3 separate regions of the Sus scrofa genome follow, and all the other regions are linked to region 1. The links are chromatin contacts, called in public HiChIP or PLAC-seq maps. All regions are on one chromosome and are shown on one strand. Each heading gives the region's core, a stretch centred on a gene start, on an enhancer-like site or on the middle of the called end of the contact. The rest is flanking DNA. Distances are from core to core; before and after follow the strand shown. Region 1 holds the start of BLMH (bleomycin hydrolase). Region 2 holds the start of NSRP1 (nuclear speckle splicing regulatory protein 1). Region 3 holds the start of GOSR1 (Golgi SNAP receptor complex member 1).

Region 1 (5,002 bases), core at 1,668-4,167:
CTTAAGTGATCTTTAGAAGGCCCACTTACAATGCTATCCAACATTTTCAGGTAAAGTCATGTCCTAGAAACATACTGTGATCAAATTTTTTGCTGTTTTAAAAACCTCATTCAATCAAATGATCTCTATAAGCATCCAAAACCAGCACAGACTGAGGTCATTTCAGAGTAATTAATGTCTTTGTCAAATTATTCTTTACTTCAAGTTAAATTAACTGAGAATGCTCAGTATCAAACAGAAACTGTCTCTTTTCTGAAGGAAGATTCAGAGGATAAAAACTTAAGACTTTTATTTGGGCATAACTTTTCTATTGATATGAAAGTATGTTCACAATATATTGGTGAGAAAGGTAAATAGATTACCTAACAATATGTAAAGTATCCACTCATATTAAAGACACAAAGAATAAAGACCTGAGAGAAAAATATTTACTTCTTGGTATTTTGCACACATTCTACACTGAACAACAGTAATCTTATAACAAGAAAAAATAATTAAAAATAAGAACTACAAACAGTGTTTTTCAAAAGTCACTAACGACTTAGTATAGCTCCTCTTTACCTCAAGTTTATCTGTATACCTCTCCCCACACACAGTGTTATTTCCCGGTGAGGAAATCTGGATAAACTGTTAATGCAAAAACTGCCTGAAAATAAACACAGCTCATGTGCTATCTGTATCTTCTGTAAATAAAGCGACACTTCAGATTATGTAAGACCTGATCTGTTCCAGATGAACATTTCTTGGCCTCTCGCTAAGAGGCCACTGCAGTCTAAATCATGTAGGACCACCATGACACTGTAACTTAATAACCTGGATCATGTGTAGCCTGATGGTCCACACACCCCAAGCACTTTCTACTATGGCAAAACATTAATTATTGCAAGGTCATAAATTCTTTCTTAAAATTTAAAAATGTACTTTACTAAGGTATAATTTACATACAATAAAATATATCCATGTTATAAATGTACACTTTGAGTTCTGACTGGCTTCAAGCAAGCACTGATCGGCTTTCTGTCAAAATTAATAGACTGGGAGTAGTTTCAAGACTTCAGGAGTTCTCTGGTGGCTCAGCAGATTGAGGACCCGGCACTGTCACTGCCACGGTGCGGGTTCAATCCCTGGCCCCAGAACTTCCACATGCTGCAGGTATGGCCAAAAACTACTTAACTAAATCAATAAAATGGACAGACTTTAAAAACTCCTTTTAGTACAATTCTGTTGTGAGAATGTTCTCCTTATTCCTGGATAACCCATCTTTCACTATAGCTGTTCTTCTGTTTTCTAGTGGTACTAGAGAGCAAAACAAGGGCCTGTGACCACAAGGCATGAGAAATGAATATTCTTCTGTATTACAAACCCGTCTGTTGGTGGGAAGTGAGCCCATTAGCACACAGGCATATTTAAACATAACATCTGATGACATATTGATGCTATTTCTTGGTGTCTTTTCCATCCCATACATTTGCCCATGACTTTCAGGGCAACATGGGGGAGTCCACTAGGGTATGAATATTTCTGTATGGTTTGTTCTGTACCAAGAACATGTATCACAAAGACATGGGGCTGCAATCACACAACTTCAAAAAGAACATACTGCATTGCATTCAGTCAAATGACCGTGGACTAGTCAGTCACTCTAGTGCTCAAATTACACTAAGAAGCACGGAGCACCAAAACAAGTCACAAGGTAATGTTCTTGATCCTGCCTGTACCTGTGGCTGCTCTCTAAGAACTTACCACAGGTTCTTTCAATCCAAAACTCTGCTTCCCCTAAGGCCATTCTTAACTAAGACACCACAAAGGGAGGCTGTCAAGAAAGTCAAGGCAAGTGTGCAAGAAGTCTGAAGCTCTCACCTGAGCTCTTCTGGTTGGTGACTGGCTTGCCCTCCTGATGCACCGTGTGCTGGAACACATGCTGAGTACCCTGGACCGTGGCCCTCTTCAGACAGATGTCCAGCAGATCGTGGGTGGTGCCGACATTCTGGGCCAGTACGAACTGGGGGTCGGAATTCAGTTTCTGAAGCAGAGCAGCTACCTTCTCCGAATTCAGTCCTGCTCGGAAGACCCAAAGGGATTATAACATCAAAAAGAGGCTGAGGAGACTGTGCGGGACTCCCACACTCCGGCTCTAACTTGGTAAGAGCATCCTGAGGTGACCACAGCAAGAGAGAAGCCCTTCACCGGGGTCCTAGCCCAAGATGCTGCCTTCCTCCGGGCCGCTCCAGCCCGCCCAGAAAGCTCCATCCCCGCCATCGCCCCCGGCCCCAGCCCCGGCCCTTCCCCGCCGCCGGGCCTATGGGGCGCAGCTGAGCCCCCAGAGGGCAGCCGGCAGAGCCTCGGCGTGGAAGAGCCTCGGCGTGGAAGAGCGGCGCCTCACCTGCTTCGTTCATGGCGCCCACGCTGCCTGGCCGGGGAACGGTAGTTTCGGGGTCCTCAGACAAGAGCCGGACAGCAGAGCGACTCGCTAACCCAAGCGGCTGGACCAGCCTCTCGCACCCGGGGCGCCGGAAAGAGGAAACCGGCTCGGTGGCGGCGGAGGGCTGAGGGCGAGGGAAACGGGGTCCGCGGAGGGACAAAACTCCCCCCACGCGTTGCTGAGTCAGCGCCGTCGGGGCTGGCCCCGCCCGGGGGAGGGCCGAGGGGGCGGGCCCGCCGAGGCGCCCGGGGCCGCCTGCGCCCCCCTCACCCCGCCCGGAGCGGCTTCCCTCCTGGCTCCCGCCCACGCCGCTGCCGCCTTCCTCAGCTCCCCGCTGCAGCGCCTCCGTCCGCGTGGCGCGGGCGTCCTCCGCAAGCCGTGATGACGCTCCCAGGCCACCGGGGCGCCCTCCGGGGACCAAGCGGGAACCCGAAGGCGTCCTGTGCTGGGCCCCGAGGCTGAATACGCTAGTCTGTGGACTTGACCCTGTAAAGCCTTTTCAGAAGCCATGAGGGGGCTCCAGGCCGTACAGCGGCGTGAAAGGCCGCAAAATTAAGCCCCTGACTTAGGATAGGTTGACTGGTCACAAAAAGATGAACCCAAGGGCTCTTCTGATACGCGTCCTGTGCCTACCAGTCACTGCACTTTTTTTTTTTTTTCATTTCTTAAAATTGTATTCACCTATAGTTGATTCACAAGGTTGTGCTATTTTCTGCTGTACAGCAAAGTATTTTTTTTTCATTTTTTTAAAGTTTTATTGAAGTATAGTTGATTTAAGATGTCAGTCACTGCACTTTCAATGGCCACTTGTTGCTAGAATTCTAGACATCGCTCACTTTCAGTGGCAACTTGTTGGGATTCTAGTCAGAACCAAGTTTTTGTGTTTGGAGGCGATTGGGAATCAAGCTTGTTCTTACCCACTCAGAAGCTACCACGGTTCTACAAATATGCAATTACCCATTTCAAGGAAGTTAGCCATCCTGGGCTTTATGAAGTAGGTGAGTGTTTCTTACCTAGACCGGGGTTTAACTAAGGGAAATGACAGAAGTCAGTCTTGTACACCCAGACTGTTTTGCTCATGCCTCTGCAAAACCTGCAAATGAGAGGCATCCCCCTTCTCAGGCTTTCAGGATAACTCAGACATTTAGTCAGGTTTTGAGATAGTGAAGCCTTTTTATATTGTTTTTCACGCTCTGAAATCTCAAACCTTACAGGGATATTGGGGTGGGACCCACAGGTGATAACTGCCTACTGCTGAAAAGTCTGATTCTGCTACTTGGAACAGTGAGAGTCTTCTGTGGAACCTATAATCTAGGTCCTAGATTGAAAATAATCTCTGGTTCTAAAGACTCTAGTATCTGGAAAAATCCATACTCAGACACCAGTTAGTCTTTTTAGAAATCACAGTTACTTTGTCCCTATAGAGAAACCTAACTGAAGTTTGGGGATATGTCATAGAAACTTTCTCCAGCAGGGCCCATCAGTTGTCCCATTCTGAGATTTTTCTTATGTCTGAAGAAAAGGAACAGGCTAAAAGTTATGCTGAAAGAAATCCTTGGTCCTTTCATAAAATAATGTTCAAGCATCTGCCCAATTCAACTCATGAAATTTTATTCAGTGTCTACCATGTAAGGGCACTGGACAAGCTGCTGATGATCCGGAGACCAGCAAGCTTAAATTTGCCCTTAAGAAACAGACAGTGTAGTGGGAAAAATGGGATACAGCTTTTAGACTATACTAACATACCAACAGAGCTGTAAAAGCAGTGAGGAAGGGGTGATTAATCAGGACTAGAGGCACCTGAATAAAGAGGTCACAGCATAGGCTTTAAGAGTGGCTGATGTGATTTTACAAGGCAAAAACCAGAGGGAGGGTGTGCAAGGCACCAGCAAAGGCACTGAGGCGTTAAAGCACGTGGCAAAATCATGTTCAAGAAACCACAGTCTGATGTGGTTAAGAACAGGGAAGTTGTTGAGATCAGAGGGAAGGTATAGGACTGGAAAGGTAGGCTTTGGCCAAGATATGAAGGATTTTACATGCCGTGCCTAGAGCATCTAGATTTTATCCTATGGTTAATTAGAAGCCCAAATAGCTTTTTTGAGCAAGGGAGCAGTGTGCTCATTTCCATGTAAAAAAAAGAAACAGAACAGCAGTGGGGAGAGATAGAACTAGAAGGCTAATCCTATAGTGCACTTGAGAGGTGACAAAAGCTTTAAACTGGAAGAAGAGGCACAGATAATTTGGAAGTTTTTCCTGGAATGAGTGGGTGGATAGTGGTATTATTAACCAAGAGAAGGAACACAGAAAAATAGACATATCTGGGAATGTGCAGGTGAACAGATAATGAATTTAGTTTGGGCCTTGGTAAGTTTGGGGTACCCGCAGGACACCCAGAAAGAGAAGTTCAGGAGGCAGATGAAAAGATGTCTAGAACTGTTTAAGACATGTAGGTCTTAAAACCTTGAAAGTCAACAAGGTTGTAGAGGGAAAGAGAAAAACGCAAAAGAGATAAGGACCAAGAATTGTTCTCTGGGCAGCAGCATGCAGCTGTACAGTGTGTTTATGGCACAGAGGTACCAG
Region 2 (5,002 bases), core at 1,778-4,277, 180 kb before region 1:
CAGAGACTGGGTGGGGAGTTCCTGCTGTGGCGCAGTGGGTTAATGATCTGACTTGCTTTTGTGTCGAAAGATGAGTATTCAGTGTTTGCATTAACGTGATTATGTATGCTGTTTAGGGCTTAACCATGTAGTAGATTACAAGTATTTTCCCTTTCTGAATATCTTTTGCTTTTCCTGGAGTTAATGTCAAAAGAAAACTCCTAGAGTGGATGGAGTGACCAAGAATATCAGACGAAGTAGATTTCAGAGCAAAGAATATTACTCTGATAAAGGAGGTCATTTCATAATGGAAAAAAGGTCAATTAATTAAGACATAAAAATCTTGGCGTTCCAGTCGTGGCTCAGCAGTTAGCAAACCCAACTAGCATCCATGAGGCTGTGGGTTCAATCCCTGGCCTCGCTCAGTGGGTCAAGGATCTGGCGTTGCTGTGAGCTGTGGTGTAGGTCGCAGATGTGGTTCAGATCTGGTGTTGCTGTGGCCCTGGTGTAGGGAGGCAACTGCAGCTCTGATTGGACTCCTAGCCTGGGAACTTCCATATGCTGTGGGTGCAGCCCCAAAAGACTAAAAGACCAAAAAAAAAAAACCCCCCAAAAAACCCCAAAACAAACAAAAGACATAAAAATCTTAAATACTTATACATCTAATAATGGAGTTTCAAAATACTTACAACTTCAAAAGCTGATATGACTGCAAGTCTACAGAGAGCAAAAGTAGATTCCTGGTTGCCTAGGGTTGGGGAGTTTGGGGAAAAACGGGAGTAACTAATGGGTACATGGTTTCTTCTTTGGGTATTGAAGGTATTCTAAAACTGATTATGGTAATGGCAGCATAACTCTCTGAATGTACTAAAAACCATTCAATTATATACACTTTAAGCAGGTGAATTGCATGCTATGTGAATTACATCACAATAAAGTGGTTTAAAAAAGATGGTTACATGAAATAGAAATCTGGTTCTACACAAAGCAATGGAGATGCTGGAAGTGGTAAATATGTGGGTAAACATGCTTTTTACATTGACCTATTTATTATATAATAAGGAATATGATAAAACATACATATAAACAACTAGAGATACACAGGTGGCGTCAGGAATGGCACTTCTGTCCTCAGGAAGTTGGGGTGCACCACTCTCCCCGCATGTGGATGAGTTCACCAACCTGGAAGCCCTCAGAATTCCATGCTTTGGGGTTTTTTTATGTAGGCATGATCAATCCTTAATTTGGTTTAAAACCTCTCTCTCCTTCCCTGAAGATGGGGGTTGGGTAGAAAGTTCCAAACTCCTAATCATGGCATGGTCTCTCTGGTGATGAGCCCCCACCCTGAGACTATCCAGAAGACCACCCAGAGTTACCTCATTGGAACAAAATACATCAGGAACCAGGGTGGAAGATCAAATATCAGAACAAAAATTTTTCTCAGTGCTCTTGTAACTCACAATGGTTTTAGCAGCTCTGCCCAAGGAACCAGGGGCAGAAACCAATATATATGTATATATATGTATTTCACTGTTCCCTAAGCAGATTTCATATTTGGCTTGTATCTGGTCCTGCCCTAATCACTTTGGGGAGAAAATATCCAGCACATTCCTATATGCAAAACTATGTAATACATCCCAGCATTAATTCATTCAGAAGAGTGGATCTTAAAATGTGTAGGTCCTTTAAACCCTTTTGGGATTTTCCAGGTCAAAACTATCTTTCTAACAATACTAGGACATTATTTGCTTTTTTCACTCTTATCCTCACACCAGAGTACAATAAAGCTTTTCAGAGGCTTCATGATGTGTGATGATGTCATCACTCTGACAGCTAACTGAATGTGTGCTTATGGATTCTTTTTAATTTGATCTTTTTTTCTTTCAGTTTTATTGAGACATAATTAACATACGGTGCTGTATAAGTTTATGGTGTAGAGCATAATAAATTGACATATATATCATGAAATTATTACAATAAATTTAGTGAACATCCATTATTTCATATAGATACAAAAGAAAAAAAATTTTCCTCACGATGAGAATTTAGGATTTATCTCTTAACTTTCATTGCATTGTAGCAGCTGCAGCTCGGATTCAATCCCTGGCCAGGCAAACTTACATATGCATGGATGCAGCCATAAAATTAAAAAAAATAAAAAAGGATAGGAAAAGATATACTATGCTAACAATCAGTGGTTATATTAATATCAGGTAAGATAAATAAAAATAAAAGAATAAAGAGAATCATTTTTTAATAGTATGGGGTCAATATAAGAGGATATAACAAGCCTAAATATTTATACATCTAATAACAGAACTTCAAAATACACGAAACAAGACCTGACAGAAGTAAAAGGAGAAACAGACAAATCCACAATTATAGTTGGAGATTTTAACATCTTCTGTCAGGTAATTCCTGTTGGTAATTCAAGAGATCTTTTTCACTTGCTGTATGACTAGTTTGGAATGGGCCAAAAGTGAGTAGGTGCACAGGTGAAACGCGTGCCTAGAATTTTTTTAAAAGTATCATAGAAGACTTTAATCCTATACCCACCCAGTAGTACCATGGTATTGTTATTAATCATTTCTGTCCGAATATGAGATACTTAGCATAAGGATTTTGATCTTCTGCAAATTATCCTGAGCCAGATATACGCAAACGGAATATCTCAGGGGAAAAAAAAAATCCATAGCCTAGGGCAGTGGTTTTCAAACCAGAGTGTCAGAATTAGCTCGAGGGCTCCTTAAAATTCAGATTGCTGGGCCCCATCCCAGAGTTTCTGATTTGGTAGGTGTGAAATAGGGTGGGAAATTTTGCATTTCTAACAAATTCCTGGATGGTGCCAATGCTGCTGGCCCCAGGACCACACTCTGGGAATCACTGGCCTAGAATTTTGTCATTCCTTTCTTCCCACCGGTGTGGAGGCAGTCCCTCGGTTTTCAAACAATGCCGAAAGCCAAGCCCGAACAACCTGGCACCCAGCTGCACCAAGCAATTGAAAATACGAACCCAGCGGGTAGGCGGGTTCCAGGCCGCCTAAGGCCGCGCGAGAGTTCACGTAACGACGCTCTTACCTGCGTCAGCGTCACGTCGGCGTCGGCCACGTTCAGCGGAGACGGGAGCAAGATGGCGATTCCGGGCAGGCAGTGAGTGATCCGGGAGTTAGGGTTAGGCTGGGAAGTGAGACACCACGGCGACTGTGACTTTGGCCGAGGAGTAAAAATGCGCTGGAAGTGAAGGGGCTGTGTCGTCAGGGATAGAGACGGGGAAAAGCGAGAAATTCTGAGGAACATATATTCCCATCCCCCCCCACATTTTCCAGGATGGAAGCCCGAAGTTTGAGGGAGAAACTTGTGAGGAAATAAAGAAAGTTAGGCTGAGGGGCAGAGAGCGAGACTTTTCTATTTTCCAAAAGCTCGGTCTGAGGCCCCTCAGTCTTGCTTCCTACCCCGCGCTTGAGTTTCTCCCCGGTTGGATGCTTTCAGGGGTAATGAGAAGAGACAATTCCTGGCTTTCTTATAGGGCCTTGTTCTCCTTGGCAACTCAAGTTCTGATTCCCGCCCTCCCTTCTCGGTTTAGGAATGTTGTGCTGAGAAGCCACAGAAAAGGGTAGGCATATAGGAAATTGGGGCATATATTGCCGCAAAAGAGAAATGTTATATCTTCTTGCAAGTTTTACTTTTGATGTACAATCCTCAATTTGGATACGGCTTCCCGTGGTTTCTGTATCTTAAAGGCCAACGTGAGAAACTAAATGAGTTGTATCTGATGGGATGGTACTTTCAGGTGCTCCAAGACAAAGCAAGTGGGCTTAATAAAGGGTAATGGGAATTTGCCCATGGCTGTTTGGGTTTCTCAGTTAATGTAACCTTCAAAAGTTTTTCCATGGGTGACATTAACCTTTATCCAATAACTTCTTTAAAATTGTGTGAGCACTCAGTAGGGGAGAAAATAATTTTTTTTCTTTACTCTTGTTAGACCACGAGGATACTTTAGAGTGTTTTTCTTTGTAGTGGACATCAGCTGAGCTTTCCACTAACATGTTCTTTTTAAAATCTTACTATCATTTCACCATATAAAACATTTCTGAACTCTTCATTCACTTCTTTGGTTAAAATGGTATTTTGATTTTGGCCGGTGACCACAAGTAATCATTTAGAGTAATAATTATAAAATCTTAGCGCATATTAGAACTCTGAGATGGTTGAAAATGAGAACCAGTGTTATATGTTCCTAGACTATATAACATGTTTTGACTTGGTAGTTACATCTGAAAGAGATAGTGGATGTATTATTTTTTAAAGTTTAAACATAATGGTGTAATTTCTATTTTAAAAAAAATATATGCAGGTATGGGCTTATTTTGCCAAAGAAAGCACAGCAGTTGCACCCTGTTTTGCAAAAACCTTCAGTGTTTGGGAATGATTCTGATGATGATGATGAGGTAAGGGAACCTATGTTTTTCTACCGCATTGTTGGAAATATATATTTTTTTAAAAAATTGAACTTGTGAATTTGATGTCTTTGCTTGCTTTAGTTGTCAATACAGTATATCTAGAATATTATTTACACAATTATCAAAAATAATATTTAAAGAAGAAAGCACTGTTTTTTTTGATACATGAATAATTAAGAGATTTTCTTTTCTGAAGCTAAGAATTTATTTATAAGCAGTTATACAAAGTACTTTCAGATAACTAATGTTGATATAACAAAATTGTTGGTGTAAAGATCCCTGGAAATGAGCTATTAAGATGTTGCCAATTTCCTAGAATTTTTATTAGCAGAGAGGTTTCTTTTGAGACTACTTTTGTGGTTATGCAGTGTCTACTAAATGTAATTCCTCAGTTGGAATTATGATAGTTTATGAAGTTAGCATGGCTAGCACTATAAGAACAGCTAATAATGAACATTTTATTTTTCAGTAGCCAAAACAGTGTTTTCCTATGAAGCCCACAATTAAGCAATTTATAAAGCCCCCAAATGTGTGCTTTTTTAATACTTTAGTCATTTTCTGTAT
Region 3 (5,002 bases), core at 1,209-3,708, 150 kb after region 1:
CAACCCGTTGTGCCCAGGTTTGCACCTTGTTCTCCTTGCTGATGCATATCCCATTAACGACCCTTCATAAATGCCCTGGGGCCATGAGGCTCCTCTTCCTCTTATTTTAACAGGACATATGCTGTACAAACGGCATGCCTATTTGCACAGGTCCAGCATGCCCGGACCAAAGCATTATGTCCTCATTCAGCTGACCACATGAATAACTCAATGCCTTTTGGTCTTTGTTCTTAAGCTTAAGTTATTTACCAGCACTGTGACTGTTTTTCAAGCAGCAATACAGGGTAAAGGTAAAGCAGGACAAGATGGAGTTTTCAGCATGGAAAATAGAAACAGGGAGACTAAGAAAAGATTGTAGAAACATGTCTCCCAACACTAGTTGGGTTCGTTACCACTGAGCCACAAAGGGGACTTCCAGGGTACAAATTTAAAACCACTCATTATACCAAGAACCCAGAGATTTTCAGCTTGAACAAAAAGAAACAACAAACACCAACATCAAAATGAAACACCCATTGGAATTGTCTGACAAGGATATAATAAAAACATTTCAATGAGCAATTACAAAAAAATCTTAGAACAAATGATAAAAAGAGTCTTGGGAAAGAAATGCAAAGTCTCAGCAAATAAATAGAAGAGATAATGAGGGAGTTCCCGTCGTGGCGCAGTGGTTGACGAATCCGACTAGGAACCATAAGGTTGCGGGTTGATCCCTGCCCTTGCTCAGTGGGTTAATGATCCGGCGTTGCTGTGAGCTGTGGTGTAGGTTGCAGACACGGCTCGGATCCGCGTTACTGTAGCTCTGGCGTAGGCCAGTGGCTACAGCTCCGATTCAACCCCTAGCCTGGGAACCTCCATATGCCGCGAGAGCAGCCCAAGAAATAGCAACAACAACAACAACGATAACAACAACAACAACAAAAGACAAAAAAATAAAATAAAAAAAAGAAGAGATAATGAGGAACCAAATGGATATTTTTAATCTGAAAAATACAATAATTAAAAACTCAGTGAATGGGCTTGACAGCAGAATGGAGGGGACAGAGGAAAGACACGCCTATCAATGAACTTGAAGACAGAACAGTAGAAATTACCAATCTAAAGAATAGAAAATAGACTGAACAAATTAGTAGTGCCTTAGGGATATGTAGGACTATAACAAAAAGATTTAACATTCACATCATCGGAGTCCCAAGAGAAGAATAACAGGATAGAGGCAGAAAAAGTATTAGAAGAAGTAATCTCTGAAAATCTTTCCCAAATGTGTCAAAAGACATAAACCTAAGATTCAAGAAGCTGAGAAAATCCCAAACAGTATAAAACCAAAGAAATCTATGCTAAAACACACCATAATCAACTTTCTGAAAACTAAAAAAAAAAAAAAAAAAAAAGTTTTTAAAGCAGAGAGAACGATCTCTTAGCTATAATGGAAAAACAATTCAATTTCTCATTAGAACTTGTAGAAGCAGGAAGGAATTAGCCCACTTTTCAAGTGCTGAAAAAAAGAAACTGTCAACCCCAGATTCTATATCCGGCAATAATATTTTTCAGGAAGGAAAGGGAAATCAAGACATCTCAGATGAAGAAAAAATAATAGAATTTGTCTCCAGCTGATCTACTCTTTTAACAAATGGCTAAAGGAAGTTCTTGAAACAGAAAGAAAATGATAAAAAAGGAATCTTGGAACATCAGGGAGGAAGAAAGAAAAATTGGAAGAGTAAAAAAAAATGTATCAGTAACACAAAATATGGCTTTCCTTCTTTTAAAATCTATGTTTGACAGTCAAAGCAAAGATTATAATATTATATGATGTGGTTCTCAGGGAACATAGGGGAAATATTAAAGACAACTATAAATGGTAGTGAATAAAGGCGCAGGTGTGATTTTAAAAACTTTGCAGGAGGAAAGGGTTCTACACTTCACCAGAACTAGCGAAAAATGGACACAAGTAGGTTGGGATAATTTATCTGTCTATAAAGGGTGGCTCTGGACAGCTGATTTTAGCAGGTTGAGGGGTCAAGATGAGGAACGTTGAAGCAGTTAGAATATGCTTCATATATTTGTTGGCTAGAAAGGAAAGAGGGCTGGGACTCCTAGACAGAGGAAAAGGCGGCCAGTGGAGAAGAGGGCATAAGTTAGAAACGCGGGATAGCGGAGCACAGGGGGAGGTAGGATGAAGAGGTTGGTCGTGGGAAGAAAAGAGCCTTTGGCCCCGAAAAAAAGAGGCTGGCTGAAGGTACACATTTGAGAGAAGGTGAACAAAACAGGTAGTTGCGTCTAAGGATAACGTTCTTCTCAGCCTAGAAGGTACCTGCTAAAGAGAGAATTAGTCCAGCTGAGGGTGAGTATGCCAGTTTCGGGCGCGGAGAGCGGATGTGAACACCAGAAAGATGTCAGGGAGCGTCAAATTCTAAACATGGGTTTTCAGAAAGGTGTAAAATAATGAATTGACCGCCAGGTGGCGGTGTCTCTGGAGGCTCACGTATCCCATCGGCCCTGGCGCCAGGCGGAAGAAGGCGTGGAGGTGACTCTCTGGCTCGCATCGCCTCCGCTCTCCTATCCCGCCTGACGTTGGACAACAAAGATGGCGGCAGGAACCAGCAATTACTGGGAAGGTGAGTGGAGACCTCGGTTAGTCTCGCTGAGACGCAGAGGGACTGAGTGAAGACAGGTCTTGAGGGACGCTGCAGAGAGAAGAGCCTGGCTTCTGGAGCGCCCGAGCTGAGGGGTGGGGCTGGTCTAGTGGGTACCCCTGGGCCTGGGGGCTCTAGAGACCGTATGGTCTGGGGAGGGGGCTGCCCTGAGCGGCAGCCGGACCTGGAGCAGTGGTTGGGCGGAGAGAGCTGAGCCGGGACCGAGAGGAAGAAGGCCTGAGTCGCCGGAGGAAAGCTGGGTTGAGGGGGTAGCAGAACTCGAACGAGGGATTTGGAGTATGAACTCTGGGAGGAAACGAGGGTTGAGCGAGAATATCCCGAGCCCAGGAGGCTGGAGGAGTCAGCGCCTTAGAGTCACTGTTGGATAATTGAGTAGGAAAAGAGAAAGGAGGAACTTGTCAGGCCGGTCCATCGAAGGAAGCTGTGTGAGCGGAATGTCTTCCTCCTTGGCAGCTTCAGGCTGGGACTTCGAGGACTGGGTGTCGAGTCGCATTGGAAGGCAGAGGAAATAACCACCCTCCGTTCTGGAGATCGGTTTTGTTAAAAAGAGAAAGTTGAGAGAACCAGTGTGACTTGTAATTATTGCATTTAATTATAATTATTGCACTATTGCTGTATCTCTTCTATCAAAAAGCATCGCGTGATTTGACCAGTACGTTTATTTAATTCCTGAAATTACGGTTCGATAAAGTAAGTTCATGTAAAACTCGTTCCTGGACCATGATGATGAACAAAGATCAGAAAAGGCGCACCTTTTTCTTTCAGTTGTCTCTGCTTTACTGCAAAATAGAACTCTTTTGAATCCTTTTCCATTTTAACCAGTTTCCTCTTGCTACCCACTGAAACCTCTGGAAACCACCACAAATGGCAGTATTGTCACTGTCGGCCACTTAATCTAAAATAGTTAATTCTGAGTTCATCCATACCTGCTCGTCATACTTTGAGAATGCTTTTACTTGACGTTTTCTGCTAGAGAAGACAGTTCCTGATTACAGAGAAGCATGCTTATAGTTTAAAACGTATTAAAAGGCTTATTTGAAATGTGTATGTGCTAGCTAGAAAATACTTTAAAATTATGTAGAAGTGTCTGTTGGTTAGCTTTAGTATAAGTCGTTGGGCTGACTTTTTGGAAGTGTCATGCTAAAGGAATTATAGCAGCTTATTGACAGTCTACTCTGTGCCAGGTGCTTTAAGCACATGATTACTAACGCATAGGAAAACCCTGAAGGTAGGGGTTTGAAAAGCAAAAAGCAGAGATTCATAGGTTAAGTAGATTGTGAATAAATCTCAGAGCCAGTTCTTAGAACCTCAGAACTTCAGGCTGAGCTGAGATTCTGAGGTTTGATCTCTTGGAGAATGTGCTCCACTGTATTTCCTGCGCGCTGCTTCGTGCTTCTTGTTGCTGATGATATTATTGGAATAGTGTTTAATATTCCTTATCCCTGAAAGGTGAGATCTTTATGCTATGCCTTCAGTATTTCAGCCCTTTTATTTTGACTTCTGCTTCACCGTGAATGAGAGTACACACATCTAGATATGTGTTAACAGACTGGCTTCACTCAGCCACCTAGATGCCAAACTATTATTACACCAGTTCCTCTGCATGCTTGTTTGCTTCTCTTCTTTTAAAACTTAGGTTCTTATTTCTGTCATATTTGACTTTGTTGGAGTACATTGTTTACTGTTAAATTTAGCCTCTCCAAATATCTTTCAGCAAGCTTTTTCTTTTCTTTTTCTTTTTTTTTTTTTTTTGGCCACCTTAACAGCGTATGGAAGTTCCCGGGCCAGGGGTCGAATCTGAGCCACAGCTATGACCTGTACCACAGCTGTGGCAGTACCAGATCCCACCATGCCAGGACGGGTTTCAAACCCATGCTGCCACAGAGACAATGCCAGATCCCTCACCTGCTGCACCACAGCAGGAACTCCTTAGCAAGCTTATTGAAAAACAATTTTTAAAATCTTTGTCAATGATTATTTTTCTTTACACTCACTTACTCACTCTACTATTAACAATTTCATGGAGTTCCCGTCGTGGCGCAGTGACTAACGAATCCGACTAGGAACCATGAGGTTGCGGTTCGATCCCTGGCCTTGCTCAGTGGGTTAAGGATCCAGCATTGCCGTGAGCTGTGGTGTAGGTTGCAGATGTGGCTCGGATCCTGTGTTGTTGTGGCTCTAGCATAGGCCGGCAGCTATAGCTCTGATTAGACCCCTAGCCCGGGAACCTCCCTATGCTGAGGGTGCAGCCCTGAAAAGACAAAAGACCAAAAAAAAAAAAAAAAGAAAGAAAGAAAGAAAAAGAATTTCATAAGGTTTATAAAGCTTTGGAACATAAAGAGATAGGA

Evidence for each region. HiChIP or PLAC-seq counts read pairs in DNA pulled down with a chosen protein or histone mark.
Region 2: an H3K27ac HiChIP or PLAC-seq map of skeletal muscle shows a contact between it and region 1, with 3 times the contacts expected there. The contact joins the promoter of NSRP1 here to the promoter of BLMH in region 1. A contact is called at or near these places in 2 of 2 datasets of contacts at active chromatin or transcription factors (alveolar macrophages and skeletal muscle).
Region 3: a contact with region 1 is called in an H3K27ac HiChIP or PLAC-seq map of alveolar macrophages. The contact joins the promoter of GOSR1 here to the promoter of BLMH in region 1. A contact is called at or near these places in 1 of 5 promoter capture datasets (liver), 1 of 47 Hi-C or Micro-C datasets (embryonic fibroblasts) and 1 of 2 datasets of contacts at active chromatin or transcription factors (alveolar macrophages).

Annotation. Positions count from the first base shown.
Region 1 is chr12:46,390,725-46,395,726 of Sscrofa11.1, forward strand. BLMH (bleomycin hydrolase) reads right to left here and starts at 2,918. Exons shown (of 13, transcript XM_021067523.1): 1 at 2,384-2,918; 2 at 1,861-2,058. The coding sequence starts at 2,396. It overlaps LOC106505486 (a long non-coding RNA gene), which reads left to right and starts at 2,918. Exons shown (of 3, transcript XR_002337293.1): 1 at 2,918-3,420.
Region 2 is chr12:46,208,175-46,213,176 of Sscrofa11.1, forward strand. It overlaps NSRP1 (nuclear speckle splicing regulatory protein 1), which reads left to right and starts at 3,028. Exons shown (of 7, transcript XM_003131784.6): 1 at 3,028-3,128; 2 at 4,333-4,426. The coding sequence starts at 3,109. It overlaps MIR423 (microRNA 423), which reads left to right and starts at 3,351; the gene lies at 3,351-3,430.
Region 3 is chr12:46,538,666-46,543,667 of Sscrofa11.1, forward strand. It overlaps GOSR1 (Golgi SNAP receptor complex member 1), which reads left to right and starts at 2,459. Exons shown (of 9, transcript XM_003131787.5): 1 at 2,459-2,615. The coding sequence starts at 2,585.